Regions from separate parts of the Mus musculus genome. Here regions 2 and 3 are each linked to region 1. A link is a contact called in public HiChIP or PLAC-seq data. All regions are on one chromosome and are shown on one strand. The core of a region is the stretch at or near the end of the contact, and the rest is flanking DNA. Distances in the headings are between cores, read along the strand shown. Region 1 holds the start of Ltk (leukocyte tyrosine kinase). Region 2 has its middle 40 kb from the start of Mga. Region 3 has its middle 35 kb from the start of Tyro3.

Region 1 (3,789 bases), core at 657-3,156:
TTGTATGAAGAGGAATTCCAGGTGCTTTGCTGGACATGACCTTATAAGAAGAGAGATGTTTAACCTGCATCATGGCCACTGTCGGCCTCAATGGTGGCAGAGGTGATGGTGGGGTTTGGTGGTGCTGGGACATGCAGGCCCAGAGCAGGGAGGGAGGAATCCTACTCCTGCCGGTCTCAGGACTGGATTTTCAGGGTTTGTGCATAGCTCGACCTCTCTCCCTCTCTCCCTCCCTCTCTCCAGCTCCAGGTTGGCTCCCCTGGTTGCAGAGGGCTCCTCAGCCCCACACACCACCAGTTCCTTTCTTTAGCTTATTAAAACAAAATTTTATCCATGAAAGAGAGTGATGGTGATATCTATAGAACTCAGTGGGTCATGAGTTCTCCATTTTTATAAAATCTACCGTAGCTAGAGTTAGTATTAGATACTCAGAATTTACTAATTAGCTAGTTACCTGATAGGCCCAGCTTCAGTTTTTAGAAGTAAAAACATCTTTAGCGTTTAGGCTTCAGTCATTGACTTAGTTTTTTGGGTTTTTTTAAGTCCAGTATGTGTTTATTGGGATGGTTCTTCCCTTAGTTGCCTCCTCCCAAAGAAACTCCTCCTGTAACCTTTGCTTTCCCCCTTGGAGGCCGGCAGAGGGCAGGGAGTCAGGCAACCCACAAGACCATTATTTGTGCAGTGCTAATGACCCTGGTGGGATTTTAGCCTCCTGGGTGGTTTATACCCATGGATTAGAAATTAGGAACCTTGAGGGGAGAGGCTGGGGGTGGGGCGCTGAACAAATAAATTAATTAAAAAAAAGAAATTTGCACTCTTCTACAGATAGCTGAGATCCTTTGCAAAAGATTTATTCTGGTAGGAAGATTTTGTTTTTGTTTTGAGGGGACTCATAGCAATCCTGCTGCTTCAGCCTTCCAAGTGCAGGAATTACAGGCATGAGCCACCATGCCTGGCTTAACATTAGCATTTTGAACAAAAGATAAAGGACACAATACACAAAACTATCCTTCCATGTGATTTTGCAGTTGGTGGCCTGTGGCTGAGCCACTCTGCATTGCCTGGGAATGCTAGCACTTGAATCTTCTGACATCTTTTTTTTTTTTTTTCTCTTTCAGAGACAGGGTTTCTCTGTGTACCCCTGGCTGTCTTGGCACTCACTTTGTAGACCAGGCTGGCCTCGAACTCAGAAATCTGCCTCTGCCTCCCAAGTGCTGGGATCATAGGCATGCGCCACCACCACCCGGCTTCTGACATCTTTTTAACATATCTATTAGCTTTTTGAGAGGAAGTCTCATGTAAGTCCAGGCTGGCATCCAGTTTGAAAGCAGAAGATAACACTGAACTTGGGGTCCCATCTCCACTTGGCAGGTGCTGGGTTACAAATGTGAGCAACACTGTCCACATTTTTCAACACCTTATCCAGTCATGGCAGTAAGAAATTGTCCACAGGAACAGTGTGCAACAAACTCAGAAAGTCATGATTCTGAGGTACTGGGATGTCCTGCCTCATGGTCAGAAAGGGACACAGCAATGGCAAGCAATAATGCCTTATGGGGGACAGTTTAGTCGCCATCACCCAGGAGGCAGAGGCAGGTGGATTTTTGGAGGCTCTACATACTTCCCATGTGTGATCATGCACTTAAACTAACACTGACACCAATAAAGCCATTCACTATTGATGCTATCCTGAGACCCACAAAAGCTACTGCCATGTACTAGGTGCTGTCCAGCCTATCACAAAGGTATAATGTAGAGTCAACTTTTTCTCCTACCAGGAACTCACTAGTTTGTTGGTGTGCCATAGGTGGGGACTAGAGCCCTTCAGCTCAGCAAGGCTCCTCCCAGAAGCCTGGGGACCTCGCTGTCCTCATGCTCCGCCTTTTCCTTCTATTTCCCGGGTCTGACGTGAGTGTATACAGGCCAGTTGGAAGTCGGCAGGGTAGTGGTGATAGCTCTGAGACTGCTGACACGCCTATAAACTGCAGCTAGGGAATCGAGTTCTCAACCATCATCCTTTGCTGGAACCAAGGGATTGGGCGATGGGCTGCTCCCACCGGCTGCTGCTGTGGCTGGGAGCTGCTGGTAAGTGCTGTTTGGTGGTCAGGGTACCAGCCAACCAGAGACAACTAGATTTGGGGCTGCATTAGCAACAGACCAGGTCTCAATGGTTCCTTCTAAGGTGGCCTTGTGCTTTTAGAGTACAGCAAGAAAGGTGCGGAGCACGTCCGAATCTAAGAATCAGATGGGGCCTTGGCACTACTTGGGAGGAAGCTAGAGAGAGGAGAGGTGGTGGGGTGCTGTACAACAGAGAGCGGTGCAGCCCCCAAGTCACTCCATGAGAGCTCTGGAATGATATATGTAGACATATATGTATATATATATATATATATATATGTATATATATATATATGTATATATGTAGATATATGTATATGTCATGATATATGTAGACACCTTGCAAGGCTTGGGAAACCCGGTTGGGTGGTAGGTGTCTAGCTTCAGCCTCTGTATGCACCAGCTGGGCGGCATTCGGGGTGTGGCTGGAAGCAGGGTACTGCTGAGTGGCTATCCATCTCTTATGTCTCCCCTGTCACATTCTGCATCATCTAACCCTTCTTCCTGTCACCTTTCAGGAACTATTCTTTGCTCCAACTCGGAGTTCCAGACACCTTTTCTAACACCTTCGCTTTTGCCGGTGCTGGTACTCAATTCCCAGGAGCAGAAAGTCACCCCCACACCCAGTAAATTGGAGCCAGCTTCCCTCCCAAATCCTCTAGGTGAGTTTCAGGCTCCTCCCTTTTCTTGGTTCACCATCTCCAGATCCCTAGGCCTGGAGAGGAACTTTTTCCTTCTCCCTTTGTACCTAGGCACACGGGGGCCTTGGGTGTTTAACACCTGTGGCGCCAGCGGCAGGAGCGGACCCACACAAACACAGTGCGATGGGGCATACACAGGAAGCAGCGTGATGGTGACAGTGGGGGCTGCCGGGCCGCTCAAAGGCGTGCAGCTGTGGCGGGTGCCAGACACAGGCCAGTATCTGTAAGTGCCCAGCAGGAAGAGGGTGGCAATCACCTCTTAGGCTGAGGTTCTACAGACCAGGGAAGTTATCTTAAAACATTCCGCAGAGAAGTCTAGTGTCAGTCACTTCGATTGTCTGTCCTCCTCCTAAGTTAACCATCGTCAGGACGGCCGCCCAATCAACGGTGGCTGAAGATGGGGCTGGATGATTCCAGCCATCTCCGTTAACGCTCTTGAAATACTCGTGGAACCCAACCCAAAACTCGGTTCTTCCCCATCCCTTCACAGTCCATCTAAGTCCCTTAGGAAGAAGCTTTCCGGCCACGGGTTCCCGACCTTGAGCCGCCGCCTGGTCCAGGACCGAGGCGCCTAGGACTGAGACGCGGACCGGTGCTCTCTCCTCCTGCAGGATCTCCGCCTACGGAGCGGCGGGCGGCAAGGGCGCCCAAAACCACCTGTCACGGGCGCACGGCATCTTCCTCTCAGCAGTCTTCTTCCTCCGTCGCGGGGAGCCGGTGTACATCCTTGTGGGGCAGCAGGGCCAGGACGCCTGTCCCGGAGTAAGCGGGGCGAGTGGGACAGGGGCGCCCGGTCCGAGAGCTGGGGGAGGAGAGAGTCCCTGGTCACGCAGCATTTCACCTTGGTGCCACCCAGGGGAGCCCTGAGAGCCAACTCGTCTGTCTGGGAGAGTCTGGGGAGCATGCAACCACCTATGGGACCGAAAGGATCCCAGGCTGGAGACGCTGGGCCGGCGGGGGCGGGGGTGGC
Region 2 (3,789 bases), core at 810-3,309, 97 kb before region 1:
CCTGTGATCCATCCAATAGCTGACTGTGAGCATCCACTTCTGTGTTTGCTAGGCCCCGGCCTAGTCTCACAAGAGACAGCTATATCAGGGTCCTTGCAGCAAAATCTTGCTAGTGTATGCAATGGTGACTTCTGATCTTTCTACCTCCACCTTCTGAGTACTGGGTGCATGTGCCACCATTGCCAGTTCGCTACGTAAGAGACTTACTTTAGTCTTTTTTTTTTTTTAATTATTATATGTAAGTACACTGTTGCTGTCTTCAGACACTCCAGAAGAGGGTGTCATATTTCATTACAGATGGTTGTGAGCCACCATGTGGTTGCTGGGATTTGAACTCAGGACCATTCGGAAGAGCAGTCGGTGCTCTTAACCGCTGAGCCATCTCTCCAGTCCCCTTACTTTATTTAGTCTTACCAGACTTCTATTGGCTTTAGTCTTTTTTTTTTTTTCTAAATAAACCTCAACTTTATTCAGCTGACATGTTCTGAAAACAAGGGGTGTAAATAAATTGCCAATCAAAGCTATTTAAATTCAACAAGGCAAGCTGGCTTTTGAGAAAAAGCTTGAAATGAAACCTGTAAAACCTACTATTTACTTGGTCCTTGGATTTAGCATTCCTTCAAGTGGCCATACATGGAGAATACATCTATTTTCTTAGTCTTAGATTCCTTCTGGCACCCTACTAGCTTCAAACCCTGTCACTTAGACGACTGTACCAAGGTGCACACACCATCTGCTAGCTGCAGCTTCTGACAAGCTCTGATAGGGACGCAGGCCTCCTCCCCTAGAGGGTATCCCACTCAGGCTAGGGGCCCTTCCCTGCTGGAGCCTGTAAGGACAGTTTGCCCAATCAGGTCAGAGTCTTCTCACAAGGCACTGAATGGAAATTTGAGGGAGGGCAGCCTGGGCAACCAACTCAATGCCCCTTGAGTCCAGATCCTCTGCGTCCATTCCCTGCCCCCAGGCAGTAGTGCTGACCTCACCACAAATTCATTCCAAAGGGAGACCTGGCTGTGAAGGTGGAACATCAAGTTCACTAAAGCCAAGGATTGCTACAAAGGTGGAAACCCATTATGTACTACAAAACACTGCTCCAACAGCCAATGAAGGGCAGGGGCTAGGGCCTTTGCTGCCCACATTTTGAGTTCAAATGGCTCAATTACAGCTTGTACATCTTCCAAAGCATGCTGTCTGGTGGGATCTTCAGGTGCCAGGGGGCATAGGAGTCAGGTCTGTGCAGTACAAACTCTATGGCCAGCCAAGAGCCCATGCCTATCTGCCTCCCCAAAGTGAGATCAAGGTGTGGAGATGCTGCAGGTCTCCTGTCTTCGGAGAATACTTGGCTTCTCGAAACTTCCTGGTCCCAAGCGACTAGGAAACCACCTTCCACCTAGGACTTCTTTAATACCTGAACCTTTTGTTTAAGCTTGGATTCTGTGCCCCACTTTAGGCACTAAATGTAAGTAAATATACAGGGCTTTTTCTATGCCCACCCTGTTCTGAAATAATAACATGGAGATCTGGTATTTTTATAAATGAGCATCTTGCACTATATCGGGCAGGGTTCTTATCTATTCTAACTCTAATCTAACCTAATTAGTCCTCTGTGACTCCTTCTGGCAAACTCTCTGGTCTCTACAGGACCCTTTCACAGGAATTGGAAGTCCCATCATATTCTTTCCTGCACAGGAATTTGCTGAACAGCTATTAACCAATCAGAAGTGATGGAAAACAACTTTTACACAACATTGAGAAAGAAGATACATGACAATGCCAGTGTCCAGATGCAACAAGGTCTCGGGACGCAGTAATCAGCATCTGAATACACAGTGCACAAAACCATCTCCCAGGAGAGATCCACCTGCCTCTGTCTCCCAAATGCTGGTGTACACTATCACTACCCAGCTTATAAAACATATTTTTTTTTTATTTTTAAGGGCTAAGGGGCTAAAGAGACAATTCAAAAGTTATTTGTGCTGACTGCCCTCTCCAAGACTCAAGTTCAGTTCACAGCATCAATGTTGGACAACTCACACTGTCTTTAATCCCAGTCCAACAGGAATCAGACACTTCTGGCCTCAGAGAACATCCATACTCATGTGCACATACCAACTCCACACAGTCACTACATGTAGTGGTACATGCCTTTAATCCCAGAATTTGAAAAGTAGCAGTGGGTAGATTCCTGAGTCCAAGGCCAACCTGGTCTACATAGTGAGTTTCAGGACAGCCAGAGAGCCAGAGAGAGAGAGAGAGAGAGAGAGAGAGAGAGAGAGAGAGAGAGAGAGGGAGGGAGGGAGGGAGGGAGGGAGGGAGGGAGGGAGGGAGGGAGAGAGAGAGAGAGAGAGAGAGAGAGAGAGAGAGAGAGAGAGAGAGAGAGAGAGAGAGAGAGAGAGAGAGAGAGAGACCCTGCCTTAAAAAATAAAATAAGGGGCTGGAGAGATGGCTCAGTGGTTAAGAGCACTGACTGCTCTTCCTAAGGTCCTGAGTTCAATTCCCAGCAACCACATGGTGGCTCACAACCACCATCTGTGATGAGATCTGACACCCTCTTCTGGAGTGTCTGAAGACAGCAACAGTGTACTTACATATAATAAATCTTTAAATAAAATAAAATAAAATAAAATAAAATAAAATAAAATAAAATAAAAACACAGTTTTCCCTTAGGGCATGAACGCCAAACCTGTTCAGGCTGAATCAGCCCATCTAGTCTTCATACCACATGGAAATGCACTTTGCTAGAACTATTTAAATTTGATTGTTACTAGGGGCAGAGGAATTTATACTATTGTTCAGATATTGCACTATGTGTAGCCCAGGGAAGATGGGGGTTCCAGTGGTTTCTAAGGTTGCTAGGTGGATTATTGGCTGAGAAACATGTATGCATATTAAGGTCAGGGAACCAGCCTGTCAAGTGCATTACTACAAAATGGGGAGTTATATATAGCCAAAACCAGATAGGGTACCAGACTACACTATCTCCTATGCTTACCTGATCCATAAGGACCTGAATTCTGACTCTCAGCACTGATATGAAAGTCAGACATGTTCCCATGAACCCAGTGCAAAACATACCAGGGGCTGGCTAACCAGCTAGTCTAGCAAGCTCTAGGCACAGTGAGAGAGCTGCTCTCAAAAATTAAGATGGAGGGCCAGGCACGGAAATGCACAACTTTGGTCCCAACACTTAGTGGGTGGGGTTGAAAAGACAGGTGAATCTCTGAGAGTATAAGGCCAACCTAGCCTATATAGTGAGTTCCAGTCCAGCTGGGGCTACTTCAGATCTAGTCTGAAAGAAAAAAAAAGGAAAGAAAATGACACCCAATATTAACCTCTATCCTCTGTAGGTATGCATATCTCCATTTCCTCAACCTCTCACCTCCAACACACGCACATCGTACTTGATCATCTAACTACAGCTTTATCTTTCTAACTTGTTGAAGTTTTACTAAGTTTGTGATGGTTTTGACCAAAAGAATACAATAGAAATTGCTAAGCAGGGTGGCAAAACCTGTGATACTTAAAAGGCTGATGCAGACAGATTGAAAGGTGGAGCTACATAATAAAAACTGTAAGGGCCTGTGAATCGCTAAAGAATGACACCCCAGACTCTAATAGTATGTAAATGCAGTGTTTTATTCTGCAAAAGTCCATCATGCTGGGGGTATCCCATTACCAGTATAGAGAGACAATCGAGTGTGCTCGCAGGCCGGTTTTAAAGCACATTAGAGCATTCTGGGGTAGGTGACCCTTATCTTACTCCATCTCTAGGGACCTTCCATTACTGA
Region 3 (3,789 bases), core at 433-2,932, 74 kb before region 1:
GTGTATAACCTGGAGGACATGAGTTAGGTTTCTTGTACCCATGTACCAAGCCTGTCATGATCCAGCCCACACCTGTAATTCCAGAGCTGTTGGGCGTTGGGAATGGAGACCAGAGAAAAAGTAATAGAAGAGGACTCTTGGGGCTGGAGAGATGGCTCAGCAGTTAAGAGCACACGGCAGTTGTAACTAACTCCAGTTCCAGAGCTCCTGACACCTTCACAGAGACAAACATGCAGGCAGAACACCAATAAGGAAGAAGGAAGAGGGGAGGAGGAAGAAGAAGAGGACTCTCAACAACCACCTCTGACCTCAGAAAGTAAGCTAAACATAAAAATAAAAGATGTTTGAAAGATAAGAACTGATCATGATGGCACACACCTTTATCTTTTTTTTTTTTTTTTGGTTTTTCGAGACAGGGTTTCTCTGTATAGCCCTGGCTGTCCTGGAACTCACTTTGTAGACCAGGCTGGCCTCGAACTCAGAAACCCACCTGCCTCTGCCTCCTGAGTGCTGGGATTAAAGGCGAGCGCCACCACGCCCGGCTGGCACACACCTTTAATCACAGCACTAGGGAGGCAGAAGCAGGTAATTTCTGTGAATTCAAGGCTAGCCTAATCTATTAAGTACCAGGCCAGCCAGGGCTACATAGAAAGACAGTGTATCAAAAAAAAAAAAAAAAAAAAAAAAAAAAGGGAGCGGAGACTTAGAAAGGTGGTTCAGTGGTTAAGGTCACTGGGTACCCTTCCAGAGGTTCTAAGTTCAATTCCCAGCAACCACTTAGTAGCTCACAACCATCTATAATGTGATCTGATGCCCTCTTCTGGCATGCATACATATATGAAAAAAAATAGGACAAGTTAGGTGTCTTAATGTTTATTTTATGTATATGAGTACACTGTAGCTGTCTTCAGATACACCAGAAGAGCACATCAGATCCCATTACAGATGGTTGTGAGCCACCATGTGGTTGCTGGAAATTGAACTCAGGACTTCTGGAAGAGCAGTCAGTGCTCTTAACCACTGAGCCATCTCTCCAACCCCTAAAAAAAATTTTAAAAAAGAAAGAAAAAAAGATAAGAATGACCTTTCTTTGGAATTTTTTTCTTTCATTTCATCGTTTTATTTTATTTGAGATCGACCACAAACTTGCTACGTAGCCGTTTTAGTTGGAGTTTCTATTGCTGTGCTAAACACTATGACCAAAAGCAACTTGGAGAAATGATTCATTTCGCCTCAAGTTTATACTAAATTGTGAAGGGAGGTAGAGGGAGGAACCTGGAGGCAGGAACTGAAGCAGAGGCCATGGAAGAGTGCTGCTTACTGTGCCCGGCATGGTGGCACATGCCTTTAATCCCAGTACTCAGGAGGCAGAGGCAGGTGGATTTCTGAGTTCGAGGCCAGCCTGGTCTACAAAGTGAGTTCCAGGACAGCCAGCGCTAGGGCTATACAGAGAAGCACCGTCTCGAAAAACCAAAGAGAGGAGAGAGAGAGAGAGAGAGAGAGAGAGAGAATTCCCCACAAACTTGCCCACAGGCCAATCTGATGGAGCCATTTTCTCAGCTGAGGATCGATCCCTCTTCCCAGATGACCCCAGCTGGGTGAGGCTGACAAATAGGTAATCAGCTCAGTAAGTAGCCTAAAATGGCTGGGTGTGTCTGATTGCTGAGAACTGGGATTCCAGACACCATGACCACACCCAGTTTAATCAGCGCTAAAAGATCAAACCCAAGGCTTCATATTTGCTGAGTGTGGGCTTTAACCTCCTCAACCATAAATCTGAAAAACATTTTTTAAAATCAAAGGTAGTTAGCCTTGCCAGAGTTTCCCAACCCCTTTCCTTTTATTCTCTCTTCGTCTGTGTGTTCCTTTGTGGGACACCAAGATTTTTTTTCTAGAAGCATCTATTTTGGGTGGTTTATGAGATAGACTCATGTAGCCCAGGCTGTTCTGGAATGGGCTACACTGCTGAAGATAACTTTGAACTTTTTTTTTTTCGAGACAGGGTTTCTCTGTGTGGCCCTGGATGTCCTGGAACTCATTCTGTAGACCAGGCTGGCCTCAAACTCAGAAATCTGCCTGCCTCTGCCTCCCAATTGCTGGGATCAAAGGCGTGTGCCACCACTGCCCAGCTGACATTGAACTTCTGATGTTCCTGCTTCCATTTTCCAAATGTTAGGATTACAGGGTTGTGCTACTATGTCCAGTCCTATCTTTTTTATTTATTATTTCCTTTTCTCCTGTGTGGCTGGGTTTGGGACACAGGCCTTTGTACATGCTAGACGAGTACCAAGACCATGAACTCACTTAGAACCTCTGCCTTCTGAGTTATGCACCATGATGCATAGCAGAGCAAGCATTTGCTTTTAAAAAAGATTCTCATCTAGGCAGTGGTGACTCTCATGCCTTTAATCAAGTTCCTGGACAGCCAGGGCTACATGGAGAAACCCTGTCTACACAATCCAAAAAACAAAAAAAATAAAAAAGACAAAGGATTCATTTGAGTGTGCATGTGTGTGTGTGAGTGTGCATGTGTGAGCATGTGTGTGTGAGTGCATGTGTGAGCACGTGTGTGTGAGTGTGTGTGTGCAAGCCCATGTGTGTGTGTGCGTGCGTGTGTGCATGTGTGTGTCTGTGTACACATACAAATGCACAGGGAAGCCCAGAGGATAATATTGAGTGTCATTCCTCAAGTCTATCCTTTTTCTCTTTCTTTTTTAAGTATTTGAGACACGTCTCTAGGCTAGCTAGCCTACCTCTGCTTCCCTGGCACTAGGGTTACAAGTGTTTATAACCCTATCTACTGTTTTCTTATGTGGACGCTGGAAGTAAAAATCAGGTCCTCAAACTTGGCGAGCATTGGAGCCACCTTCCCTCCCTAGACTAAAGGTTCTTGCCAGGCTCCATGGGGCAGACCTCTAGTCTAGCACTTGGGAAGTAGAGGCAGGAAGATCAGAAGTTCATGGTCTGCTTGTGTTTGTTTACTGCTTTGTTTTTGTCTCATTATGTAGACGAGGCTGGTCTGGAACTCACAGAGATGCACTTGCATGATGGATAAAGTCTACTTTGAATCAGTGTAAACTGAGTACAGTGATACACCGCTGTTATGCCAGAAGTTGGGAGTCTGAGGCAGGAGGATCTCAAGTTCCAAGTCTGAGGTCAGATGGAAGCACATAGTAAAATTGATAAGGCATAGAGGGGACAGACAGGGCACTTTTATATTCTCTATTACAAAGACATACTTGTGTTCTGGAAAAGTGCTAGGCTGATACCAATAAAAACTAACTGTAATCAGGGTTTCAAGAAATATTTGAACCCAGATATTCAGAGAATAAGGAACTGATACCAAGAGAGGCATACATATCACAAGTGTGGCAGACCTCCTGACTAGAAGGCTGACTGAGCTCTCAGATGCTGACTGCCTCTCTCTTTCTTCCCTGGCTTCTCTGTGCATAATCAGCTATCTAGGAAGGAGATGAGTAGCAGGGTTTTCTTTCTTTCTTTTTTTTTTTTTTTTTAAGATGTTACTCTGGAGCCTCGAGAGTTGGCTCAGTGGTTAAGTGCACTTGCTGATCTTCAAGAGGAGCCAGGTTTGGTTTTTAGCACCTATTTTAATCGTCCTGTAATTTGCGTTCCAGGGGATCTGATGCCCTTTTCTAGCCTCCATAGGCACCTACATTCATATGTGTATAACCACACACTGATACATACACATACTCATACACATAATTAAAAGTAGACTAAGGAGTTGGAAGGAATGCTCAGTAGTTGAGTAGTATTGCTCTTACAGAA

The links. HiChIP or PLAC-seq counts read pairs in DNA pulled down with a chosen protein or histone mark.
Region 2: a contact with region 1 is called in an H3K27ac HiChIP or PLAC-seq map of embryonic stem cells, with 5 read pairs. The contact joins the enhancer-like site here to the promoter of Ltk in region 1. A contact is called at or near these places in 9 of 39 promoter capture datasets (embryonic stem cells, epiblast stem cells, frontonasal cranial neural crest and 6 more), 1 of 115 datasets of contacts at active chromatin or transcription factors (embryonic stem cells) and 2 of 9 other capture datasets (adipose tissue and pancreatic islet).
Region 3: an H3K27ac HiChIP or PLAC-seq map of embryonic stem cells shows a contact between it and region 1, with 8 read pairs. The contact joins the enhancer-like site here to the promoter of Ltk in region 1. A contact is called at or near these places in 4 of 39 promoter capture datasets (embryonic stem cells and epiblast stem cells), 2 of 484 Hi-C or Micro-C datasets (cortical neurons and embryonic stem cells), 2 of 115 datasets of contacts at active chromatin or transcription factors (both in embryonic stem cells) and 2 of 9 other capture datasets (adipose tissue and pancreatic islet).

What each region holds. Positions count from the first base shown.
Region 1 is chr2:119,758,548-119,762,336 of GRCm38.p6, reverse strand. Ltk (leukocyte tyrosine kinase) reads left to right here and starts at 1,906. Exons shown (of 20, transcript NM_203345.2): 1 at 1,906-2,085; 2 at 2,637-2,780; 3 at 2,871-3,042; 4 at 3,431-3,581; 5 at 3,676-3,789. The coding sequence starts at 2,043.
Region 2 is chr2:119,855,586-119,859,374 of GRCm38.p6, reverse strand. No RefSeq gene overlaps it. Among named protein-coding and RNA genes, the nearest start is that of Mga, 40 kb to the left of the region's middle. Within about 2 kb of position 2,059, at least 6 of the 459 cell types and tissues checked have an H3K27ac peak or open chromatin away from gene starts, as enhancers often do. A contact at or near this core is called in embryonic stem cells, where this site is marked.
Region 3 is chr2:119,832,279-119,836,067 of GRCm38.p6, reverse strand. No RefSeq gene overlaps it. Among named protein-coding and RNA genes, the nearest start is that of Tyro3, 35 kb to the right of the region's middle. Within about 2 kb of position 1,682, at least 9 of the 459 cell types and tissues checked have an H3K27ac peak or open chromatin away from gene starts, as enhancers often do. A contact at or near this core is called in embryonic stem cells, where this site is marked.